Regions from separate parts of the Gasterosteus aculeatus genome. Here region 2 is linked to region 1. A link is a contact called in public Hi-C data. All regions are on one chromosome and are shown on one strand. Each heading gives the region's core, a stretch centred on a gene start, on an enhancer-like site or on the middle of the called end of the contact. The rest is flanking DNA. Distances are from core to core; before and after follow the strand shown.

Region 1 (6,588 bases), core at 1,138-3,637:
AGAAAGCCGTCACGGCGCCCAGCACCCCCGCAGCAAATGGTGAGTTCCAATAAAGTAATCGACATGATCAGGCCACTTTAAGGGGAGATGGATCCCTCTGTTAGCCAGTAGAGTAAATGTTTTACTGGCCTGTGAAATGTTTGTAGCTTGGGTGTATGTAACGCTTATGTGACAATTTCGCCCTCCACTAATTTGAGCAGCACAAACGATGAGTTTTCCTCTGAATACAGGTACAAACGGAAAGAGAAAAAGGGATAAATCTTCCAAAGAGGAAGAGACGGAAGTCACACCAAAAAACAAGAAAATCACGACCACACCACAAACGTTTCCTAAAGTCCATAAGAAGGTAGGGCCTGCTCGACCAGAGCGCAGTCTCCTGAAGGTGGGGTCGACCCTTGATTTATTAAGATTGACTTGTCTTTCAGACCACAAACGAGCCATTCCGTAGAATAAGAGAAGAAGAAGTGGAACTAGATCCCCGTCTACAAGACAACTCTTTTGACGCAAAGGTGAGCTCGGTACCCACTGTGGCTTCTTGCTACAGCACTAAGACTGTGGATGTGATCCAATTTATGTCTCAACTAACATGTCCATTTGTCTCTGCTAATCCAGTCTGGAGCCAGGGGTGACTGGGGCCAGAAAGCGAACGACGTGCTCCGGTTTACAAAAGGAAAGTCGTTCCGCCACGAAAAGACCAAGAAGAAGAGGGGAAGCTACTGCGGCGGCGCCATCTCCACCTCAGTCAACTCCATCAAGTTTGACAGTGACTAAGGACTCTCAATCTGGCCCCTCCCCCCTGGACTTCACTGTACCTGTGATCAGGACTCTCTGTTGTCTACACCCCCCCAGCTGACGGGACGTGACCCCAAAGCTCAGCTGGCACTTGCATGCAGTGATCACAGAGGGGCACTGGTTTAGTCTCTGATCTGAAGCGACGCGTTACTTGAGCTTAGGCAGCAAGAGGTAGAATACTGGTTACGGTTGACATCACTTATAGCCACTAGGTGGCTGCAGGCCACTTCTTAATGGGGGAAAAATACGTTTTTTTCTTTTCTTATGCTTTTTAGTTAAACTTGTACTTCATTATCAAATTAAAAATGTCTTTCTTTGCAACTTTTCTATCAAGCCATCCCCGTTTGTTATGTTAAGTCTGGCATTGATTATTTTTGTTTTTCTAATGGATAACATTGGTTCTTCAAGGTTAGTCAACCTCTATTTGGATACGATTTGAGTCGAGAGGGCTGCGTGCTCAGTTGTTTTCATCTTAACGCCATACGAGCACGGAGGGTAAACTGAGTTTTATACAGTGTATTTATTACATTTTATTCTCGTTCAATGGTTAGGCCCTCAGGTAGTATTTCCCATGCTGTTCTAAAGCCATTTTTCTTTGAAACGGTTTGTTCTGACGTTAACATACCTTTTTTTTGTCTATTTCCCAATCTAAAGGAGCCATGTGTTCATTTGTTTGACTTTCCTCTTCCAGCGTTTGGACTTTTTTTGTTTTATTCTTGTGGCTGTAATTAAAACTTAAATGTTGGTGTGATTGTATAACCTTTCTTCCAATGTTTTTAATTTCACTGTTCTACATGAATTGGAATACTTAAGTTAATTTGTTAGCTCGTATTTCGGGGGAAACTTACCTTTTTTTTCTTTTCCCTAATCGATACAAACACGCATGGCTACTCGCAAACCCTGCTAGGGAAATATATCAAACCATGTTTCTGATTAATCAATAAAGTCTTGAGTCTATAGTAACCAGTTCTTCCTCCTGTGGCCAATGAGCAAGCTCGTTAGTCACCACTAGGTGGCCCTCTGGATGCAACTATGGGACAGTATGAGGGAAGCTGCTAATATGGGTCAAGCTCCACAGAGGCTGGACCTTACACTCCATTAACACCAAAAGAACCCTGATGACATCACCAGGGAAGCAACCTTAGTATTAGTATTTTATTGTTGTACCAAGCAGTTACATTAGCAGGCTACATCTTTGAAGGCAAAACATGTTTTGATCACCTTATACTGAAAAATGAAGTAAGTGATATTCATGTAAATACAGCAACACTATAATCTGATTGTAGATATAACACTTCCCTCAGTAACCAACTTATTTTAACAGCGGTGAAAGTAAAACCTCAGCAGGCAAAGCGATCCTTTGGCTTCAGTTTAGACTAATCGGACTGAGTAAACTTCTTACATTTCTAAAATAAGTTTGGTTTTGCATTAACTTATGGTACATGACATACGGCCTAATGGAACACACACTTGCTGGACTCCGCAACACTCGACAAACAGGCCGAGCACTGAAGCTGTGTACATTTCTGTGCCTCCACATTAGGAGCTGTTGACTTTGGAGGGAGGTCTGCAGTCGCTCCAAATAAAGACCCCCCTCCCCTCCAGAAGGCCGACAACCTCTAACCACTGGGAGTTGCTTCAGTGCTCACCAAGCGAGGGAGAGCTACTGGAGAGCTGTTGCTGGGTCGTTTTTCAGCGCAGATGGAGCTGATGTGGAGAGACTCAATGCAGTTGGGTGATTTTGGCCACCAGCGTTCTAGTGCGTTTTTTTCTTAGTGTTAGTTATTTTTATAAGGACTAGTACTTGTTTTAGCTGCTTTGTATCACAATAAATATATTGTTTTGGGTTGGAGTTTTAGACATTTTTAAACCCCTGCTCAGAATGAAAGATTGTGGTTTAAATAAAAAAGGAAAGCGTATGCAGATTGATCTACTATCATCAGCACCATCAGTCAGGGTGAAGGACGAGCCGATGGACAGAGCTCTGCAGCAGATAAACTATCGACTTTGCGAATATGTCCCCAAAAAACAACGTGTATGTTAAATGTTAATGTTTTGGAAGTGGCTCTTAATGTGAGTGTTGTAGGGTTGATACACCAGTGCGGCTGCTCGGTCACAGATCAATTTTTTTCCACGTGATTGAAGCGCCATGCCTGAGGAGTTCCGACGAGAGGCCTTTCGCTCTAATCTGCTGCCCAGCCATCGCTCCGGAGGACCCCCTCCGTCTGTCGGTTGCAGTGTTCAGGAGAAAGCACGGCAGCGCGTTTCGGGCCAATGCAGCACAGTGTGCACCGAGGGGCTGCAGGACGATCTTTTAATGGGCAGCGCCGGCCGAGGGCCGCCCAGCCTGTCCATTTCAATTAGACAAAACTGCTGACCGCTCTCGCGCGCCCACACACATTAGCATCTTCCCCATGCACACACTCGAAGCCACGTCGTACAAGCAGCAGAGCAGGGGGTTTTTTTTTGTTGCTTAGAAGCGTTACACTCAATTTCATTATACACGACTTCTTCGGCGCCATAGATTAGTCCCGCTAATTCCCCTCTGTTCTCTCCACTCGGAGTCAAAGGGCACAAATTAGAACATGGCAGGACAACAAACCCACCAGTAAAGCAGCTTTACGTTATTAAAAACATCTTTAATAGAGCATTTCTTTTAACATCCATCTGTTATAAAGTGTTTCAGAGGGAAATGGATGAATACACACGTTGAACAGTATACATTGTCCAGCGAGACAAGCATCACTGTGCTAATATGGGACAAATGGTGCAGTTGGAGTTAGCAGGCCGGATGAAGAGGTGCCAACAAGATTACCCACGTCTGCTCTCTGTACCAACAAAGGAATAACTAAGGGTCTGTTGTCTGCATACAACAGACATGCTGCAGCATTTACACAGCTGAAGGTCAAGTAGGATTTATTACACTGCTCGACCTCGAAAACATGTGAAATGCACACGAGCGGTTTGTGGGGGCCACAGCGACCTGCTGACAGTGCATTCCTCTATAGAATATGGAACAAATCGTCATTTTATTTCACACAAATACCCACGATGCCTTGGACAGGGATGCCAGAGAAGCCTTTTAGGGACACGGTGCGCTACGTCAGCGCGCTTATGTCCATATATGGACGGTCTGAACTACAGCAACATGCGTTAATGCGTCAGAGCTGCGGCCCCAATGATTTCATTTCATTAAGTGTCCGTTTGGATCGTTGCGACGTCTTGAAGGAAAAGGTCTCTGATGCTGATGTTGCTTCATTCCAACGCCGGCCTTATTGCGTCCTCGTTGTGGCAAAGTCCCAGGCCGTGTCCTGGGCACACTTGCACATGGCGCGCACCAGCCGAGTGAAGCCCATGTCCTTGGGTTTCTCCAGCCCACGCATCAGCCGCTGCTTCATAATTGCTATGAACTCCCTATTACTGAGCTCTCCATTCCCTGAAGGGGGAGGGATGATAAAATAAAGGGGGTAAGGAGGGGGGGCAACGTCCATTTATTGATGATGTCTACCGGTCAGTTTCAGCTTGATTTGCTTCCCATGAACAGAGTCAGCCGGAGTCACTCACCATCGCAGTCGAACAGCGCAAACACCACATCACACACGTGGTCCGACAGCTCCACTTTGGCCACGGTGCGGGCCACCTGCTTCATGGTGACTGAGGGACAGAGGGAGCAAACCACAGATTTCCATCATTTTGTGGGAGACAGTAAACGACTTCTGTGGAGGACACAGTGGGATCGATAGCAAGCAGGACTCCCATTTATCTGATAGAGAGAGCAACAATAGGGGGGTGAGAGGAGGAGGAGGAGGGGGGGACCGCATCGAGCGAAAAAATGAGAGTAAAAAAAAAAAAGAAAAGAAAAAAAACACCTTTGGGGTTCATTTTTGGAAAAATATAAAAATAGATAATATAATGAAGAAAACCTACATAGACTGGGACTTTAAAAAAGGAACCCATGGGAAGGAGCAAAGTTACAGAGAAACAGGAGGAAAAGGGTGAAGGAATCTACCTGAAAATGGCAAAGAAGGAGAGAAGAAAAACAAAGCTGAATCACTCCACCAAGAATGCCATTAGTGGTCTGCTTTTCTAACGTTCAACAATGAGCAGTTCCAGATAACACCCACATAGAAGGAACTGCACTAAAGGGTGTGAAATCACCACGGTGAGATGTAGGAGATAAAAGATGAGAAACAAAAGAGGATCAAAAGATGTAAAATAACAGTATAACCAAAAAAAGATACTTAAGATGAACATTTTAACAATTACACACCTGTGTTGCACTGAATCCTTGAAGAAAATATATAACTTAAGATTTTACATCTGTATAAAAAGTGCCAGGTATGCAACGTGAGCTAGCAGCTGGATGAATGGGAATTTAACTGTAGTGCACAAGTTATATGAGAGTTTGTAAACGCATGTTTCTGGTTTTACATCCACCGCTGATGGAAAATCAACGTGTTCTTCGAGGATTCAAGGCAACAAGAGGCAAGTCATTGAAATACAAAAAGATCATATTGTGGGCAAAGTATTCCTTCAAGGCTGTACAAGTATAGTGAAGACGTATGAAGGTTTAACTGCACGAGGATGGAGGAAATCTGCACACGCCCGCCTACAAGCTTCCAACTAACAGACAAGATGCCTGATGTTTTGAATTATGAAACGAGCACCTCGGGGTAAACGGTGCACTTGCAGCAGAAGCTGAATGAATCAGAACAAGTAGATGTGCTGACAGGAAATACATGGAGGCCTATTGAAGAGTGCCGTAGGATATGGATAGACTGAATGGATATGTCGTTGTAAAAAAAAAAAAAACATACTACTGTTCTGATGAGTCGCCAATTCCGTTGTAACAGTCAAAAGAGAATGTATATGAATAAAAACATTAAGACAATAAATATAAAAGATAACACAGGCATCAAACCACTTGCTGCATTATAGAGGCTGCAGGCCTGCAGCGCTCACATGTAATCGAATTTCATTGTTGGGATGTGACAGATTACGTCAGTACAAATTGACGTTGTGGAAGATAAAGGACTAATTTAATAAAGAATTTGACGCTTAGTAGTAGATCTCAGATCTCATTGGACACTTGGATCCATGAACTGGATCCTATATTCAAACACGGTACGTTTGTTTTGAACAGACCTTCCACTCTCTCCTCCGTTTTTGCATTTACAATTAAGTAGTTCAGGGAATATAATATTACACTTACTGTTGGTTCCTATGGTAACCACAGGTATTACAAAAACAAGCCAGGACTGAAATCTTTAGGAGTACTTTAGATGTAGGCGCGCTTGCTCGAGGGTACTTCAGAAGCCATTGCGGAGCGTTTGTTACCCTCCAAATCACAGATGATGCACCATCCTAATGACGGGTCAGCGCAGTCCCAACCCCACTCGACCTCCCTGGGAGGATGCTCGTGTCAGTGGGCCTCAGCAGGTCGATTAAGGGATGGACGGGCAATCCGGCCACAAAAGGCTGAGCTGGGATCGGGAGCGAAGCCAAGGAGAAGGAGATGTGGGAAGCTAATCTGGCGGACAAAGTGTTAACTAACAGCTCTAAGAGACAACAGTCGAGTACTTACGGCAGACAGAGAGGGATTGTGGGTGTACCTTTATCTATGGAGGCTCCGGCCATGTGGTAGAAACTCAGCGCCGTGTCCACGTCGTTCACGTTCTTTAGGAAGGTAAAGAAATTCTCCACCTCCTCAAATGTGATGCCCTGCAAAAGACGGGAAAATAAACGGAGATCCTGCTTTTTCTGCTGTTTTACCTGAGCCGACACAGCCCCCCCACT
Region 2 (6,588 bases), core at 1,260-3,759, 87 kb after region 1:
TCTCGCACTGAATCGTGATCGGGCCACGATCCAGCCTATAGAGCGCAGCTGTTGACGTTGTAACATGAGATATTTAGACAGAAAGATGATACACAGAAAGCGTTTTATTTTTAATGACCAGAAACTTCTTTTTTTTTTTTTAATTCCTGTAACACGGCACTAAACCTGCAGTGAATCTTTGATTAGATTGTTTTGCCTTTCAGCGGGATGTGCACGGTGGAAACAGCTGTCTGTGTGTTCAGTCTTCAAGAAAGTTTCCACGTTCGGGTCACCTGCTTTTATTCCCTCTGCAAGCTTTTGTCGTCTTTCTACATGGAGTGAGTTCTTCACATGGCCGTCTCCAACGTCTCACCATTGATTCATTAATGCCAAGTTTAAGTGCAGCCGCTGTTTCCTTCTCCGACAGACAGACTTAGTCGCCCGACACTTAAATGCTGCATCACGCGCATTCCCACGTTTATTTTCCACGACGAGTGTTTTGAATATGATGCACAAAATGTCTGTTACTAAACAAGCGTCTTCCCCGGCGCATTATCTCTTGCACGTGCAGGGACACGGCGTGAGAAATTGGATGTGTGGCGGGAAACCAAAGTGAGTGACTGTCACGCTCAATGCGTGACACTTGAGAGCCCTGCACGTGTCTGTCTCGCGCGTAAGACACCGCTGCATAAACCACAGGGTTCAAAGCGTGGGGGGGAAAAGAGCAGCGGCTTGTAGTCCGGAATTCCGGCACATCCTCTTTGACGATAAATACACAGTGTTTTGTGCAGAGACGCCTGTGACTGAGTTATTTGTCTGCGAATGCGTCCACAGAGTGCTTGTCACAGTTCCTCCCTCTCCTCTCCCTCGCAGACACACGCTGCCCTCTGGCTGTTCATGTAAGGCCTGCAGCCAAGAGTCCCCACTGTGCTGTGGAGGACGTCTGCCATTGATTCGCAGGCTAGGAAGAACATACGGAGAGATCAGAGAGAGGAAGGAGGAGGAGTTCATTCTTGTTTTTTTGGTAACTCACAACGAAGATGCTTGTGAACATCTTACCTTGCACCTTGGACACGAAGCCCAGACTCTTCTTAAGGTCGCCGCAGATGCCGTGCAGACACAGGCGGAACTCCGAGTCGCAGCGGTTCTTGCTGGTGCCGCAAGTGTCGTAGCACACGTCCAGCTGGTTGCAGCAGTTGGTCATAGCGGGGATCCCGAGGTCAAGCTGGGAAAAGAAAGAGCTTTGTTGCGTCAGTGAAGTTAACTGAGCATATGCAGACATTGTGGTTGTGTGTTAGGCTCCATTGTTTGGGCGTAGTAGTGTGGTTCTGGACTGTCGGTGTTATGAACAAGACACCTACAACTGCATTCACCTGCAATCCCACCAGAGAGGAGCTGCAGCCGTTGGGCTCTTGGAGCTGGTAGCCGGGGCGCTTTTGAGGAGTTTCTCCTGTTAAAACCGGGAAGCAAGAGGTTCCATTTCAATTCCATCAACCAACTAATGTCGTCATGTAGCCCAGCCAAGAATCTATATCTGTACCATATCTATGTTCTTCAGAGTGTGGCTTTTTACAGATAAGACGTAACTTGTGTTGTCTACTTGATTCGACACGTGAAAAGAAAACAAATACTAAACGACAACATACTGTTAAACAGGTGCATTGATTCTTTTTTGGGTAGTTCAACTATTTGAACATGTAGCCCATTCTGATTCGAACCTACAGGACACTAAAATAATTGTGTTGTTATTAGAAAAATAACTCAACTCTTATGTTAACTTAGAGATTTGTTCTTACCGTATCTGCAGCGATACTGACACACACCATCGCGTCCCCCCGCCAGCTCCACCAACAACTCAAAGTATCCGTGCAAACTGCGGAAACTATTTCTAATTGAGTCGATGCTCCAGCTGTTATCATCTTCTTGTGCCAAAGAGTTATTTAGCGACAGGTCCGTCTGGACCGGTCTGATGTCATTTTCCTCCTCCGCCCCAGGAGAGGAATGTTGCTCCTGCGTGACGGCTTCACCAGCAAGAGCTTCCATAGCAGGGGGGTCTCCAGCAGCCATTTCCCTGTCTGTCTCTGGCTCATCGGCTGTTGCACCATCTCCCACCGGGACCTCCATTTTTGTTTTGTCAGCTGAAAGGTCATCCACAGCCAACTCACTGTCACCACGAGAGGAGTCGGCTGCAGGTTCCTCCACTGCAGGTGAACTTCCTTGTTGGGTACCTGCAGGAGCTGCAGCTTCTTCAGCTGCTACAGCAGCAGAAACAGCATCGGAGTCCACAGGAGACGCCTGCTCCTCTTCAGGCGGAGTCTGGTAGTGGCCTAAAGTGGCACAAATGCCCGAGGACACACAGAGGAAGAGGAGGACGACAGCCCGAAGCAGCATGGTGTTGAACTGGGGACAAACCAGCAGGGGTCCGTTTGAAGAAGCAGGTTTAGTGGAAACTCAGAGTTTGTTAACCCTGAGATGAGGGGAACTCTGGCTTGGAGGTGACCAGCTCAGGGTCAGTCTCCATGGTAACTGAGCCTGTGAACCTCAGCTGGTCGGGAGCAGGTTTTCCTTCACAGGCTCCTCCCTCTGACAGCAGCCCAGCCAATCACACGGCGCGCGTTCATTTCCTCATTCATTCTGAATCAGGCGGATTTTAGCGCAGTTTCCACATATGAACAATATAAGATCTCTGTTACGTAAACGACTAAAGTGTTTTCTCGAACATGACGCGTCCTTTTCTGGACGATCCTGTTGATGAAGAAGCGGCTTTACTTCGCAGGGTGTTAAACACGTCGGGAGAGAATATTGAGGCCCCGATTAGACATATTCCCATTTCCAGATAACTACTTGTTTAAACGGTATCGTCCATCAAATATGCACATGACCTCATCCGTCCTCATAGAAGTAACGTCACTCATCGTGGACATGCTCTCACATACGAGCACATCCTTTGTGTAGTATTACGTTTTTCTGCAAACGGTAGTTTCCTTTATAACATCAGAATATTAGTAAAGCTGCTGTCTGTGTGTAAATTAAATATTAACTGTCAACACTATATTGGAACATTATAAGTGAAGATTGAAGAAATATATTTTATTCAAAAAAATTGTAAAACTGAGGCAAAACCCAAAAATACTTTTCGTGCACTTATTTTTATTTTGAATATATTTTTCAATATTCAACACCAAAACATAAGCTTTCAGGTTCACATTTGTTTTTGAAATGATCAAAACTTTTGACCTGGATTTGGCTCCATAGATTTTGACCTGGGATTCGGTTCAAGCAGACACACTGTCATGTTTGGGGGCAAAGGTCACACCATATCAAAGCAAAGCTTCTGTTATTCCTTATTCCTCTTATTGTCGGTTCTTCTTGACTACATCAAATGAGTCATTTATGAATATTATTTTCCAATTCATTAAAAAACTAGCGGCAGAAAGATGTTCTAAAAAAGTCGGAAATATGTCTGTAATAATATATAATTTAGCAAGAAAGGCCACACTATGTAAAAATAGTCCCAGGTTATAAAACCTAAACATTCAACAAAAAGGATCAGAAGCAGCGCTCCAACCGTTAAGTAAAATGCATATTTCTGATCTTCTTTGAATGGTGAAAAACTGATATGAATCACTTGTAAGTAAAACTATTTCTATTACAATTCCAGAAGAAATGGTGATGCATTACATTTCTACCCTTGCCTAGTAAATAATATCCATTTATATCTAAAAGGAAATATCACCATTATGCATAGTGGTGCAGCCGAATGTCTTCTACTAGTCTTTGCTACAACTGAGGTCAATTTCAGGAGACGACAGTAAAACGTCTTTTGCCATCTGGTGGCTGCATTGAAGTACTCGGAGACGGAGCTCGCTGCGAGGAAATCATGCAGCAGCCCGGCCGATCTCTGGCACAGTCGTTTTGGGCAATAAATAACAATGGCCCTAGTCAAATCCTTATATATATAGTATGAAATAAGTAATATGTGAACATATTATGTAAAAAGGTTCTCTTGGTATAACATCACAGATGATTCTATTGGATTGGGACGTCTCTGCTGTCCTCTGCTGGTGGAAAGGTAACGTGCCCCTAATGCTCCGGATTATTTTGAACTTTCTAGTGAACCTGTTCCACATCAGACGTCTGTTAAGGATACCAGTTGCGAATGATCTCATGGAGTTTCAAGTTTTTCCTTCCAACGTCTCATCCAGTCGGTACAAATGAATTGTCTCCGGAGGTCAGCAAAGAGAATGATGGTCTGTGGTATCGTGTTCATACTTGCGGTTAAGAGGCAGCATACCGAATAAATCAAAGAAAATGGATGTTACGATATCCAGGTTTCTTTCTGCTTTCAAACTGTTTTCTTTTCAACTCATTAACATTTGAGTCGTTCCAGGCTGCAGGTATAATATTGGATGTGTATCTTAAGGTGGAAGTTGTTCATTTTAACAAAATACATATTGCACTGCTCTGGGCCACAGAAACAACATGAATGAATTTCAAAATGCATTTACGTTGTTTTTATACTTTTAAATCTTATATAGATTTGACGGTTTTTGTAGCATTTGTACATTGTATTATTGCTAGCTTGATACTGGTGGTGGTTTTGAGCTTTGATCGTGGGATGTTGTTTCTGGACAAAGGCAATTTCTACTAGTATTTCATTATAATTAAGTTTGCGGATGACAGATGACGCTGTGGAATATGTATTCCCTTCATTGTACTGCACTTTGGAAAGTCCATCTAAAGAATGATCACCGTTGATGGAGCTATTCACTCTCTGTTTGTAGATCACAATGTATTTCGTCCCACAACGTCCTAAATGGTAAAACAACAACAGCAGCAGATTAATAAAAGGAAGAGTCATGAGTCTCTACATCAAGTGTCGCAGCAACACATAACGAACCGTCTCGTGGTCTTGCTGGCCTTCTCTCTGTTCAGCACCATGTTGATGTTGTTTTCCAAATCCTTCAGGGAAAAATGCAAAGAATAACAGCATGACATGTTCCAATCCTTATTCCTTAAACAAATGATTAAACAGTTAAAAATCCCTTGCCTCGTTCGCAGTATTCAAACAGTTATTTGAGGCAATCAGTCTCATTATCTCCATCTAGAAACAAAGATAATAGAAATAAATAGATAAATAAAACATGCAGCAATATGCATTTGTGACCCTGCAGAAGTGGCTGCACACGTCCTGCTTTACTTTTAATCCTGAAAGACCCCAAATGGGATGCAACCGTCCCGCTGTGCTGTTCATGAACGTGTGAGGAAAAGGGCACAATATTTGACTTTGAGACAGACAGCTCATCTCCCACCACCTTTAGATCTTTGATGCACCGCTGCACGGCCGTGGTCGTGACGGAGGCCACCGGCATCTCCTTAAGCTCCTCCTCCAGCTGCTGGTTCTCCCGCCACGTGTTCAACACCCGAAGCCGCTTGGATTGGACGCTGCTGCTGCCGTGGCCGACGTCGAGTCCTCCGTCATGCCGGCCGGACAGAGACGCATCTGTCCGAGCACACAAGAGGCCAATGTGAAAGCAGTGTGTGATGTGTCTGCGCATTTCCCTGAAGGCATTGGAAAGTCACAGATGGTATTAAATTGTTTCTTCAGTCTGTGGACATTAGAAAAACTACATTTAAAATTGAGCATGTGCTGTGGCCTGCAGGTAAATATACAGTGATCATCTACCAGGGTAATCTTGAGACTTGCTCGTCATGTCACTGTCCAGCGGGCCGACGGTAGCTGGGATGTTCTTTGATTCGTTTCGGGCTCTGAGGTCAAACGGGAACAAAATGCTTAGAATAATAAGACAGTATAAAAAATTAGATTTTGGTAGGCAGATCCTTGCAGTACCGTTTATTCTCCTCTAGAGCTCTCTTGGCAATGAGCTCCAGCCTGAAGACCTCCTTTTCTGAATCCTCCAAATCCATTTGCCTCACTTTGTCATCGCCGAGAGCTTTGAGCGAAGTCTCCAGCGACTGAAACAGAACAACAACAAATACCTCTAACGCTTTTATGTTTATTTAATGTTATTGACAGGATATTAAGCCAGAAATTGACATACATTTCTCAGGCCTTCTTCTCATGTTTTATGTATTTATTTTAATAGAATATGAGCAGTGTGATTTACCTTATTTTGAAGTAATGTTTGTGAAGCCATCAAGTGGTTGACGTACATATCGTACTCTGTCTGGAAAGAGAAAAGAAAATACTATTTTGTTTCAAAAGGATTTGTCTTTGTAGAATAGATCGGAACTTGTGGTGTTGAAAAACTGAATATTGGAAACAATAATATCCTTTAATTTACTGCTCATGCATTTGTCCCAACACACACTTCATTGCATTTTAGCTGATGGTAAAAAACTGTGGACATCGATCATGAACATACTGCCTGGTCCACATCTGGTTTTAAATGAAATATTTACAGTTATTGTAACATAACAGTGAGATGATATGTTAATATATATTTTAGCTGCATCGCAACCTCACAATCAACTTATTACAACAACTGACACGACTGTCAAGAAACGACAGGTTCAATTGAATTTTTTTTCACGAGCCAAATGCACAAAAATCACTAAACTACCGACAAATCCATTGTGTGCAAACGA

Evidence for each region. Hi-C and Micro-C count contacts between places; a contact is called where the count stands out from the background.
Region 2: a contact with region 1 is called in a Hi-C map of skeletal muscle, with 4 times the contacts expected there. The contact joins the promoter of LOC120821050 here to the enhancer-like site in region 1. A contact is called at or near these places in 3 of 6 Hi-C or Micro-C datasets (skeletal muscle and tail fin).

What each region holds. Positions count from the first base shown.
Region 1 is chr6:8,699,699-8,706,286 of fGasAcu3.hap1.1, forward strand. nolc1 (nucleolar and coiled-body phosphoprotein 1) reads left to right here. Exons shown (of 15, transcript XM_078104125.1): 12 at 1-39; 13 at 231-346; 14 at 426-509; 15 at 613-1,755. The coding sequence ends at 771. It overlaps micu1 (mitochondrial calcium uptake 1), which reads right to left. Exons shown (of 12, transcript XM_040178432.2): 10 at 6,405-6,513; 11 at 4,357-4,446; 12 at 3,411-4,228. The coding sequence ends at 4,065. Among protein-coding and RNA genes, the nearest start is that of nolc1, 9.8 kb to the left of the region's middle. Within about 2 kb of position 2,388, at least 2 of the 9 cell types and tissues checked have open chromatin away from gene starts, as enhancers often do.
Region 2 is chr6:8,786,460-8,793,047 of fGasAcu3.hap1.1, forward strand. It overlaps LOC120821050 (group XIIB secretory phospholipase A2-like protein), which reads right to left and starts at 2,510. Exons shown (of 4, transcript XM_040179411.2): 1 at 1,776-2,510; 2 at 1,353-1,429; 3 at 1,039-1,204; 4 at 85-940. The coding sequence starts at 2,370. The coding sequence ends at 822. LOC120821049 reads right to left here. Exons shown (of 9, transcript XR_013467871.1): 4 at 6,108-6,167; 5 at 5,831-5,955; 6 at 5,666-5,748; 7 at 5,030-5,482; 8 at 4,880-4,941; 9 at 3,113-4,791.